Regions from separate parts of the Sus scrofa genome. Here region 1 is linked to region 2. A link is a contact called in public HiChIP or PLAC-seq data. All regions are on one chromosome and are shown on one strand. Each heading gives the region's core, a stretch centred on a gene start, on an enhancer-like site or on the middle of the called end of the contact. The rest is flanking DNA. Distances are from core to core; before and after follow the strand shown. Region 1 holds the start of DEDD2 (DNA-binding death effector domain-containing protein 2). Region 2 holds the start of MEGF8 (multiple epidermal growth factor-like domains protein 8).

The links. HiChIP or PLAC-seq counts read pairs in DNA pulled down with a chosen protein or histone mark.
Region 1: a contact with region 2 is called in an H3K27ac HiChIP or PLAC-seq map of alveolar macrophages. The contact joins the promoter of DEDD2 here to the promoter of MEGF8 in region 2. A contact is called at or near these places in 2 of 5 promoter capture datasets (fetal skeletal muscle and liver), 2 of 47 Hi-C or Micro-C datasets (heart right ventricle and liver) and 1 of 2 datasets of contacts at active chromatin or transcription factors (alveolar macrophages).

Annotation. Positions count from the first base shown.
Region 1 is chr6:49,708,868-49,714,019 of Sscrofa11.1, forward strand. DEDD2 (DNA-binding death effector domain-containing protein 2) reads left to right here and starts at 2,081. Exons shown (of 6, transcript XM_013988629.2): 1 at 2,081-2,224; 2 at 2,681-3,183; 3 at 4,695-4,735; 4 at 4,738-4,816. The coding sequence starts at 2,856.
Region 2 is chr6:49,615,453-49,620,630 of Sscrofa11.1, forward strand. It overlaps MEGF8 (multiple epidermal growth factor-like domains protein 8), which reads right to left and starts at 3,668. Exons shown (of 41, transcript XM_005655875.3): 1 at 2,715-3,668. The coding sequence starts at 2,901. It overlaps TMEM145 (transmembrane protein 145), which reads right to left. Exons shown (of 15, transcript XM_021094427.1): 15 at 4,088-4,856. The coding sequence ends at 4,611.

The DNA of each region.
Region 1 (5,152 bases), core at 831-3,330, 92 kb after region 2:
CCCACCTCTGGGCCTCACTTTAACTCCTCCGTAAAATGGGCTTGGGAGTTCCTGTCCTGGCTCAGCGGGTTAAGAACCTGACCAGTATCCATGAGGATGCGGGTTCGATCCCTGGCCTCACTCAGTGGGTTAAGGATCTGGCGTTGCCATGAGCTGTGGTATAAGTCGAAGAAGTGGCTCAGATCCTGTGTCACTGTGGCATAGGCTGGCAGCTGCATCTCTGATTCAACCTCTAGCCTGGGAACTTCCATATGCTGAGGGTTCGGCCCTAAAAAGCAAAATAATAATAATAATAATAAAATGGTCTTTTTTTTGGTCTTTTTTGCTATTTCTTGGGCCACTCCCGCGGCATATGGAGGTTCCCAGGCTAGGGGTCGAATCAGAGCTGTAGCCACTGGCCTACGCCAGAGCCACAGCAACTCGAGCCACAGCAACGCGGGATCCGAGCCGCGTCTGCAACCTACACCACAGCTCACGGCAACGCCGGATCGTTAACCCACTGAGCAAGGGCAGGGACCGAACCCGCAACCTCATGGTTCCTGGTCGGATTCGTTAACCACTGCGCCACGACGGGAACTCCTAAAATGGTCTTGAATCATATTCACCTCAAAGACGGGTGAAGGGACTGGATGAAATCAAACAGGTAAAAGCACTCAGCATAGGGCCTCCTACACTGTGAATGCTCACTGTAACCACCTAACGTGGACATGGTCCTTCCTAGTTTGTAAAATTGCTTTCCCTTTCCTCTCTCTTGTCAGTTGATTCAATGATATTCAGTTACTAGGGGCCAACTGTGTGTCCAGCCCAAGGCTGAGTTTCAGTAGATGACAGCTGCCACTGGAGAGAGAGGAAGGGACTCTTTAGAGGTCACTGCTGCAGCCCAAGCAGAGCTAGTGCTGAGCTTATGCCAGGTAGAACCCAGCCCTCCCACCTCTCAAGGGGGTGATAATTCCGGGGGTGGGGAACCAGTTGGGGAAGGAGATCTGTTTCAAGGCGTGCCAGCCCTAACTTTGAGTCACATAAGTGGGGGAGGCAGGGCGTGCCATGTGCGCTCAGTCACCAACTTTTTTTTTTTTTTTTTTGGTCTTTTTTGCCACTTCTTGGGTCACTCCTGGGGCATATGGAGGTTCCAAGGCTAGGAGTCGAATCGGAGCTGTAGCCGCTGGCCTACGCCAGAGCTACAGCAACGCGGGATCCGAGCTGCGTCTGCGACCAACACCACAGCTCAGGGCAACGCGGGATCCTTAACCCACTCATCAAGGGCAGAGATCGAACCTGCAACCTCATGGTTCCTAGTCGGATTCGTTAACCACTGAGCCACGATGGGAACTCCAGTCACCAGCTCTTTTGATAGAGACCTCTCTTGCCAGAGTAAAACTCATAGGTGCAGGTTAGAGAGGAGGTATTGGGAATCCCTGTGACCTTGGAGGGTAGAGATTGGAAAAGGTTATAGGAGGGGAGTTTGAGTTGCTGGGAGAGGGCGTGTCTGACTAATGGAATCGTGATGGATGCCATGGGAAGGTGCAGAATGGAGATGGAGGACCCAATTGCAATCAGGAATGAGGTATTTGTTCCTAACATGAGATGCGGGAGTCCTGGTCTTGATCAGGGAAGGAACTTATAGATGGGGGATTTCTGTTGGATGAGGGGAGATTCCGGTTGGGATGGTGAGGTGGCCCAGATGAGATGTAGGTTGTCAACGGAAGTAAGAAGCAGTCTAATAGAGGAGAGTCCAAGTCCCTATCATAAAAGGTCTAGGTGCTACTCTGGAGTCAGGACGGTCGTGATTGTGGTCCTTCGCCATGGGCATCAGGAGCAGTGGTAAAGTAGGAGCCTAGGTCATGATTAGGAGGGAGCTGTAGCCCGTGACATTAGTAGTTTCAACAGGTCGTGACACGGGGGAACAAAGAATCCGTGGCTTATGCCGCGGGCAGAAGCAATCCTGCAAAGGGGTCCCAGAAGCAGCTCAGACGCTGAACAGCTCTCGGTCTGCGCAGGCGCAGCAGAGGCGGTGCAAACGCTCCAGTTGGGGAAGCAGTCCCGGGGGGAGGGGCTTGGAAGCCTCACTGCGCATGCGCCTAGGGGGCGTGTCGGTCGCACCTGCGCGAGTTGGGGGAAGGAGGAGGGGCGAGGTGACGCAGGCGTAATAATAGAGAAGGTGCCAGAAAGATCCAAAACAAGTGGCTGTGGCCATCGCCCAGGAGTCTTCAGACGCCGGAATTCGGTGAGGATCTAGAGAGATCTAAGAGCGACTGGTGGCGGTAGACTGGACCAACCTGGGTGCTGGGGAGAGGGCGGTACCGCCCTTACGGGGCTCTGGGCTCGGGTTCCGACTGCGCTACCCGTGTGGAGCGAAGGACTGCTTTGGTCCGGGCAGAGGGTCACTTTTGGACGGCACCACTTAGGTGGAGCTGTGGGGCTGATCGGACTGTACCACTGGACAGAGTCAAGGGGCATGTCCGGACATTGGTACTCAAAGTCAAAGGGCAGTCGGAAAGGTGCCGTGCGTTGGGTCCCCAGGCTTGTTTCGAATGAATCTCTTGGGTCCGGAGGCTTGTTTGGAACATACCACCCGGGGAGGGGCGTTCGGGCTTGGCCAGCCGGAGTGGTTGGAGGACTAGTGGGGTCTGGCGTCTCGACCTGTTACTAGGGGACCTCGGGCGATACCATTCTCTTGTAGGAAAAGGGGGAGGCTAACACGGCTGGGACTTGAGGGTGGCCCTGCCCGGCGGCACGCAGCAGGAGAGACGCACCGGCGGCAGTGAGGTCCAGGCCCCCGCGTAGCTGACCACAGACCCCGCTGTGTGGGTTCTAGGCCCTCGTTCCGAGCTGGTTCCGCCTCCTCTCCCCCGGGTATGGCGCTGTCCGGGTCGACCCCGGCCCCGAGTTGGGAGGAGGATGAGTGCCTGGACTACTACGGGATGCTGTCGCTTCACCGCATGTTCGAGGTGGTGGGCGGGCAACTGACTGAGTGCGAGCTGGAGCTGCTAGCCTTCCTGCTGGACGAGGTCCCAGGCGCCGCCGGCGGCCTAGCCCGCGCCCGCAGCGGCCTGGAGCTGCTGCTGGAGCTGGAGCGCCGCGGGCAGTGCGACGAGAGCAACCTGCGGCTGCTGGGGCAACTCCTGCGCGTGCTGGCCCGCCACGACTTGCTGCCGCACCTGGCGCGCAAGCGGCGCCGGCCAGGTATGGTTGACTGGGCGGGTGACACACTTCCGGTGGGGAGAGGGCCTTGCTGCCAGATGTGGGGAGTGCCATATCGGACAATGTACATCCCATCTCACGCTTTCCTCCCCCTTGGGTATCAAAGAGAAACATAAGCGGGAGGAGGCATGGCATTGGGAGGGGTGAGCTTGTGGAGTTTGGCCGCATCAATATCAGTGTTTGTGGCCACTGTTCACGGAAGGTTTATTTCATGCCAGGCACAGCGGTCAGCCCTTCTTATATATGTACTGTTACCTTATATCCTATTGGTAATCCTAAGAGGAAGTCCTGTCACTGTTCCCACTGTATAGGGAAAACGGGTTCAGAAGAGTTAAGCAGCTTGCCTACATAAAATAATTAAATTCTGTGCGCCTAGAGAATGGGGAAGAGGGGACAGGAGATACAGCGTGACGTGGCTGACAAAAGTGTTTGTTCTATGAGGCTTACATTTAGTAGGGGTTTCAGACTTTAAGACAAATGAAGGATTTACTTTTTAGATGTGTTTATAGGAAGACTGAAACAAAGTGGTGGAGCAGAGAGAGAGAGAGTGGGGAATTGAGTGCCTCAGAGTGAAGGGAGGCCCTTTTAAGATTCTATTACCAGTCAAGACCTTTCTGAAAAGATGACATTTGAACTGAGGCTGTACAGCCGCCATGGTGCATAAATCTCAGAGGAGAAAATTCCAGACAGAGGGAAAGGCAGGCTTTTAAGCCCTGAGACAGCGGCGAGTTTGGCATTATCAGAGGCCAGTGTGGCAAGAGTAGAGATCTAAGTAAGGACAGAGAGAGGTAGGTGAGAAGCTATGTCACACACAAGCTTGCAGACCAGGAAGTGGGAGTTAGGATTAAAACCCTGCTGGTTTGTCTCCAGAGTTGATGCCCTTAGTTCTTGTGAGGGGAGTACTCCTAGAGGACAGCGGTCATGAGAAGGAGAGGAGCTGGGAGGGTTTAAGGCATGGGAGCCCCTTGTGTGCATAGTCTCTGAACTGTTGCACTTTTGGCTGGGTTGCTAGAGGTTCTGTGGCTAGTTCGGGGAGGGTGCTTGTGAGCTTCCCTGCTCAGGGCAAGCCCATGGGATTTGGATAACCAGGAGAAGGGCAGAACTGGGCATTGCTGCAAAAATATATCTGGAGGTCAGGCCGTGGAAGAGAGGATTTAAGCAGCCTGCAGAGGCTTGCTTACCCCTGGGGGCCTAGGAAGAACCGGGGCAATTGACTAGGGGTAGCATTGCAGGAATCCTGACCAGAACTCTGCTTACAGAATAACCTTGACAGTTAGAGCTGCTGTAGCTATGGTTGGGGTGGCCCTGGGAGGTGATGAGTCTTTTATCCTGGCCTGAGGTGTTTCTGAGGGAGTGGGTATGTGGGCTTTGACTGCTGGGGAGCTCAGGTACCCTGTGGGGCAGGCATTTGTCTCAGGGGTTGGGAATTGGAGGCTGGGCCTGGAAGAGGCTGGAGGCTTTGAATACTTCTTTCCATTTTTCTTTCTCCTCAGTCTCTCCAGAACGCTACAGCTATGGCACATCCAGCTCTTCCTCAGAGAGACTGAGAGCAGCTGCCGGCGCCGTCGGCAGTCGAGCCGTTCTTCAAATGCTCAGCAGGATCAGTGGGAGACAGGTGAGCCCAGCCCACCCCTGCAGGTGTGACAGCAGTGTCCTCTCTTCCTTCTGAACCCTGATAAACCTATCCCATCCTGATCCATCAAGAAAGGGGCCCCGGGGGTGATTCTGTTTCAGTATTGCTGTGTGTGTTTATTATTGCTGCAAAAGCATGTGTCCAGAAGCAAGGAATGGAATTGTTTCTTGTGGTTTTATATTTCACCTCAGTGGCATCACATCATGGGTGTCATTCTTAACATGGCTGTTTTTGTTGGATGTGTTTCTTTTTTTTTTTTTTTTTTTGTCTTTTTTTGCTATTTTTGGGCCGTTCCTTCGGCATATGGAGGTTCCCAGG
Region 2 (5,178 bases), core at 2,418-4,917:
AAAAAAAAAAAGAAGAAGAAGAAGGAGGAGGATGGACGATCAAGGCGGGGGCCCAGAAGTCTCCCAGACTCCTCCTTACCCCAACATCCAGCCAATGGTCCCCAAGTCTCACTGGTGAAAAACACTTCACAAATCTCTCAGGGCTCTCATTCTTAGTTCCTGCCTCAGTTCAGAACTCATCCTCTCCTGCAAGACTAACACACCAAGTCTCCAGCCACCCCCCACCCCAGTCCGAAAGCGATGCCCCCCTTCTGCTCAAAATTCCCTTTTGGCTCCCCATCAACCCCAAGATAAAAGCCAAGCTGCTCAGCATGACATTCAAGGCCTTTCTTCCCCTGCTTCTGGCACCTTCCTCACCCCCCCAGCCAACAGTTCAGCCAGACCAGACAAGCCTAGACATAGCTCCTGAGACACACCAAGACCCTCTTTTGTCTTCATAGAGGCTGCTCCCATTTTTTAACCCAGGAAAACTCCTGTGCATGTTTCAGAACCCTGCTCCGGTGGCTTCTCCTCTTGTGACCCCCAACAGAGTCTTCTCACTCCCCTAGACCTGTCTAACCTCCTGGTCCTGCACCTTCTGTGTCTCAGCCCTGAGCACACTGGAGGCTGAACATCTGTGTTCAGCCTTACTATCTCCAACCAGGCTGGAGCTCTCCAAGGCCGGAGAATGACTGATACCCCCTAACACATACACATATTTCCCATTCTCTTCTGAACCCCAAGAGGAATGGCCCCCAAGCTGGGGACAAATACACTCATCCCCAAGAAACATGCTTCATCCACACCCCACATAACAGCCATAGAGAATATTTAAAACATAAATTAGGAGTTCCCGTCGTGGTGCAGTGGTTAACGAATCTGACTAGGAACCATGAGGTGGCGGGTTCGGTCCCTTCCCTTGCTCAGTGGGTTAACGATCCGGCGTTGCTGTGAGCTGTGGTGTAGTTGCAGACGCGGCTCAGATCCCGCGTTGCTGTGGCTCTGGTGTAGGCTGGTGGCTACAGCTCCGATTCGACCCCTAGCCTGGGAACCTCCATATGCCGCGGGAGCAGCCCAAAGAAATAGCAAAAAGACAAAAAAAAAACAAAACAAAACAAAAAAAAACAAACATAAATTAGAGCACATCCTTCCCCTGCTCAAAACCTTCCATAGAGCCCCAGTGCCCCCTGATAAAGTCCAAGCTCCGCATCCTGCAAAGGGAGGTGCCCCACAATCCGGGGCCATCACACCTCTGGCCTTTACCCAGGACCTCCTGGGGACTCCCACATCTCTCGGAGGCCAGCTCCTCATCTGCTGCCAAGGGAAGCCCTCCTGGACTTCTCCAGCCACTGTCTTGGATTTCTCTTTTGCCTCCTTATTGCCCTCAGGACACAGCTCAAAAATCACCAGGTCCTACACCGTCTGGTTCCTCCTAACCCTCCAGTCTCTGCCTCATTGGATCTGTATTCTAGCATAGATTTTGAGTTCCTCAAAAGCAGCATATCCTCCAGCTTCCAGGCCTTTGCACGGGCTACTCTCACCTGAAATGCCCTTTTGCTCTCTCCTACACATGCCTCTGGCCTCAGCTATAGCCCAGAGTAAGTCTGACGTCATCTCTGGGCTTCCCACCCAGTCCCTGGGGTGTGCTTGTTTCCCCCACTGGACTGGGAACCCGAGGTTAGGGATGGGGCCTTAGCACAGGCTGTTTCCTCTTCCTGGAGCACATCTCTCCTCCTCCTGGCTGATCCCTTAGGTCTCAGCTCCCCATCAACTCCAAGAAGCCTTCTCTGCTCTCGCCCACCCCACAGGTCAGACACCTTCTCTGGGCTCCCCCAAGACTGTGGGTTTCCTCCATCACAGCCCCAACCACTCCAGGCTGCCATTGTTTTGTTCAACCTCAGGCTAGGGATTGAATCGGAGCTATAGCCACCAGCCTATGCCAGAGCCACAGCACTGCACCATCCAAGCCACGTCTGCAATTTACACCACAGCTCACAGTAACGCTGGATCTTAACCCACTGAGCAAGGCCAGGGATGGAACCAGCGTCCTCATGGATGCTCAGTCGTTAACTGCTGACCACTACGGGACCTCCATGCCACTGTTTATTAGCGTGTTTGTCTCTCCCACTGGATTCCAAGCCCCAAGTCATCAGGGATTGCTGGGGCTGTGTCTCTTGCTATATCCCAGTGGCAAAGACAATGTCTGGCACATGAATGACTGGGAAAAAAAAATGCTTGTAAGTACTTTAAAAAGAACCACATTCATAATCTTAAGACTATTTATTGAGCATTTACTGTTTGTGCCAGGCACGGTAAATACCCGTTCTTTTTTAATTCCAACAGCCCTATGAGGTGAGTACTATTACTGGCCCCACTTGCAGGGAGGGAAAGCCGAACCTTAGACAAAAAAAGCTGTTTGCCCAAATTCAAAAAGCTACTAAGAAGCAGAACCCAAATTCCAATGAAGCCAGGTGGTTGGGCTCAGAGCCTGAGTTTCTAACAGTTAGTTACTCACAATACCCCTCACTGATGCTCCTGACTTGGGCATCTGGATCTGAGTGCAACTCCCCCACCAGACTTCAAGGCCTTCCAGGGCAGGGCCCAGGTTGGCTGCATTTCAGAGCAAAGGGGCTGGACCAGACCCGGGCTCTGGGAACGTGGGGAGTGGATGAACGAGTGCACAAATGAACGAATTAGCGCATGAGTGAGTGTGTGACCCACTCGGCCCCACTCACCCTCGATGAGCCACTCGCAATTGCCATTGACGCTGTAGTTGCCCGCACCATCTGTCACGAAGCCTGGAGCCTCCCGCAGCACTTGCCGCTGCCCCTTGCAGTCCCCTGCCTGGGCCCCAAGGAACAGTGGCCCCAGCGCGGCCAAAGATAGAGCCAGCGCAGCCGCCAGAGCCCGGCCCAGGGCCATCGCCTCCTCCCTCCAGCACTGACCCTTACAGACGGGATGCGTGGTGAAGACCTGGAGAGGGCCCTCCACCCGGCTTGAGGCCCTGAAAATGCGACCTCTATAGATGGTACATTGCCTTGTAGACCAGGGAGGTCCAGAAGTCGCTGTCCCCGCGAAGGGAACCGCCGCTGCTGACCGGCTCTGAATGCCGAGGGCTGGGCCCTATAGACCCATGGAAAACCCTGTCAGTGAGGTCGTAATAGACCTGGCAGACCCCTAGGGACCTTGGGAGTCCCTTATAGACACGGGCCCCCATAGACTGGCTAACCCCATAAATGGTGTCCTGCAGTTACAGTCGCGGGCCGCTGCAAGCCGAAACGGACCTTAGAGCCCGGTGGGTCCCCAGGGGGCGATGGGCTCTACAGCCTGGCAGAGGCCTACGTAAAGTGTGCAGGCCGGGCCAGGCCTGGCCCAAATGGTCCAGAAAAGACCCCTCCAGCCAGGGACGGGGCGCGAGCGGGTGCCCGGAGCCGAGCCGGTCTTCAGGGGCTCAGGCCTGGACCCCATAGACAAACTCCCTTGCTCACCCACCCGCGCCTCCCTTCGAAGCCGGATGAGTCAGGTCAGAGAGACGAGGGGACGCTCGGGCCAGAGCGGCCGCGGGAAGACCCGCTAAGAGGGCGAGGGGGCGGGGCCCGAGAGGCCGCTGTGGGAGAGAGAACGAAGAGGAGGCGAGAAGTCGCCGAGAAGCAGGTCAGAGCGGCCCTGGGAGGACTGCGGTGCCCCCAACCCCACCCCTCCACAAAGGGAGACTTCCGGAAACTTCCCCGCCCATTTGTTCCTAGACGCATGCGCAGCAATGACCTACTTGGCCGACGGAAAGTGAGACTTATACATGCGCAGTGCTGAAATCGTAACCCGAACTCTTGTCGCAGGTAGCTGAGTGAAGCATCCGCCACTGGGGGGCGCATCTACCTCTGACTCGGGAAGAAAAGGTAAAAATAAGCCAAACGTAAGAGAGAGGACTCTGCTAGTTGATGATTCATATCTTCAGTGCTCCCAGATTCTAGGGCAACAAAAGGTCATGTTATGCAAGCCCATCCTAAAATACCATTTCTCAGATGGGCACACTGAGGTCCTGAGCCTGAAACAGTTCTTGCTCAGCCCTGTCTCTGAGCACTATCAAAATGTAAAAGAGGCCATCATATAGATAAAAACAAAGAATCTTCTTTATTTTGGCAAGAAGGGGAAAAAGTCTTTCTGCCAGGGACCTGAGGGAGGGCCTCTGGGATGGAGATAGGGTGGAAAGAGTAGGGGTCCAAGGTCACAGAGATGGAGACTAGCTTCACAATATCCGTCCTGGGAGCAGTGGCTTGGGGTCGTGGAGTCCTGGAGAATCACAGGCAGGATCCCTGGATCGTTCTGGGGTCCAGCAGGGTCAGAGGTCTCGTAGGGGGCCCGGGGGCCGGAGGTCACGGAACAGCGGGAGCCCAGAATCCGGTGCCGCTCGGGGCAGGGGCTAAGGGAGGGGACGGGGAGAGCGGCTCCCGCGGGACCGTTTGGCACAAGAGTCGGGGAAGGGGTGGGAGGATATTACGCACATGGGCGCGTTGGGTGGGGAGGTTTGGGATGGCCTGGATGGCAGAGCCCTGGGGCCGGGATAGAGTGGGGATCTGGAGCCCGGCCTGGGCCCGGCGCGCGGCCCATTGGGCAGGGGAGGGCAGGGGTGCTCAGACCGGGGGTGCATTGCCCCCGGCCGTGTGCATGCTGAAGTATTCGGTGAAGCCAGTGTGCGGCGCCGCTGTCTGAGGCACGAGCGGCTGGTAGGGCGGCGTCGGGCCATCCCAGATCGGGTCGACCGCCTTGGGGAACCGAGAGGGAGGGGGCGGGGAGGCCGCGCCCGGCTCGGCCATTGTCACCACGCGGCCCCTCGGGGCCGCCGCCGCCACCGCTGTCTCCTCCACCTGCTTCCCGGCCTGGGAGGGGGGTCAGGGTCAGAGGCCGTCCAGGACCCACGGGGGGCAGATGCGGCCCCGAAGGCCCGCCCCCCTCCCTCTGGATGACCCCCCCCCAAGGTGTGAGCACAGGTGTTAGTCAGGGGCGCCTGGGCAGGGGGGCCAGGTACTCAAGGGGCGGCGTCGGGGTGCGGTGGGCGAACTCCGGCGGCGGCCGGGGAGGGTAGGGAGAACCGCGGAAGGCCGGCGGCGGGGGCACCGCGCGGGGCGTCTGAGGGGGCGTGCGCAACAGCGCCAGGACCCAGTCCGGCAGGGTGGGCGCAGGCGCCGGGGAACGGTCGCG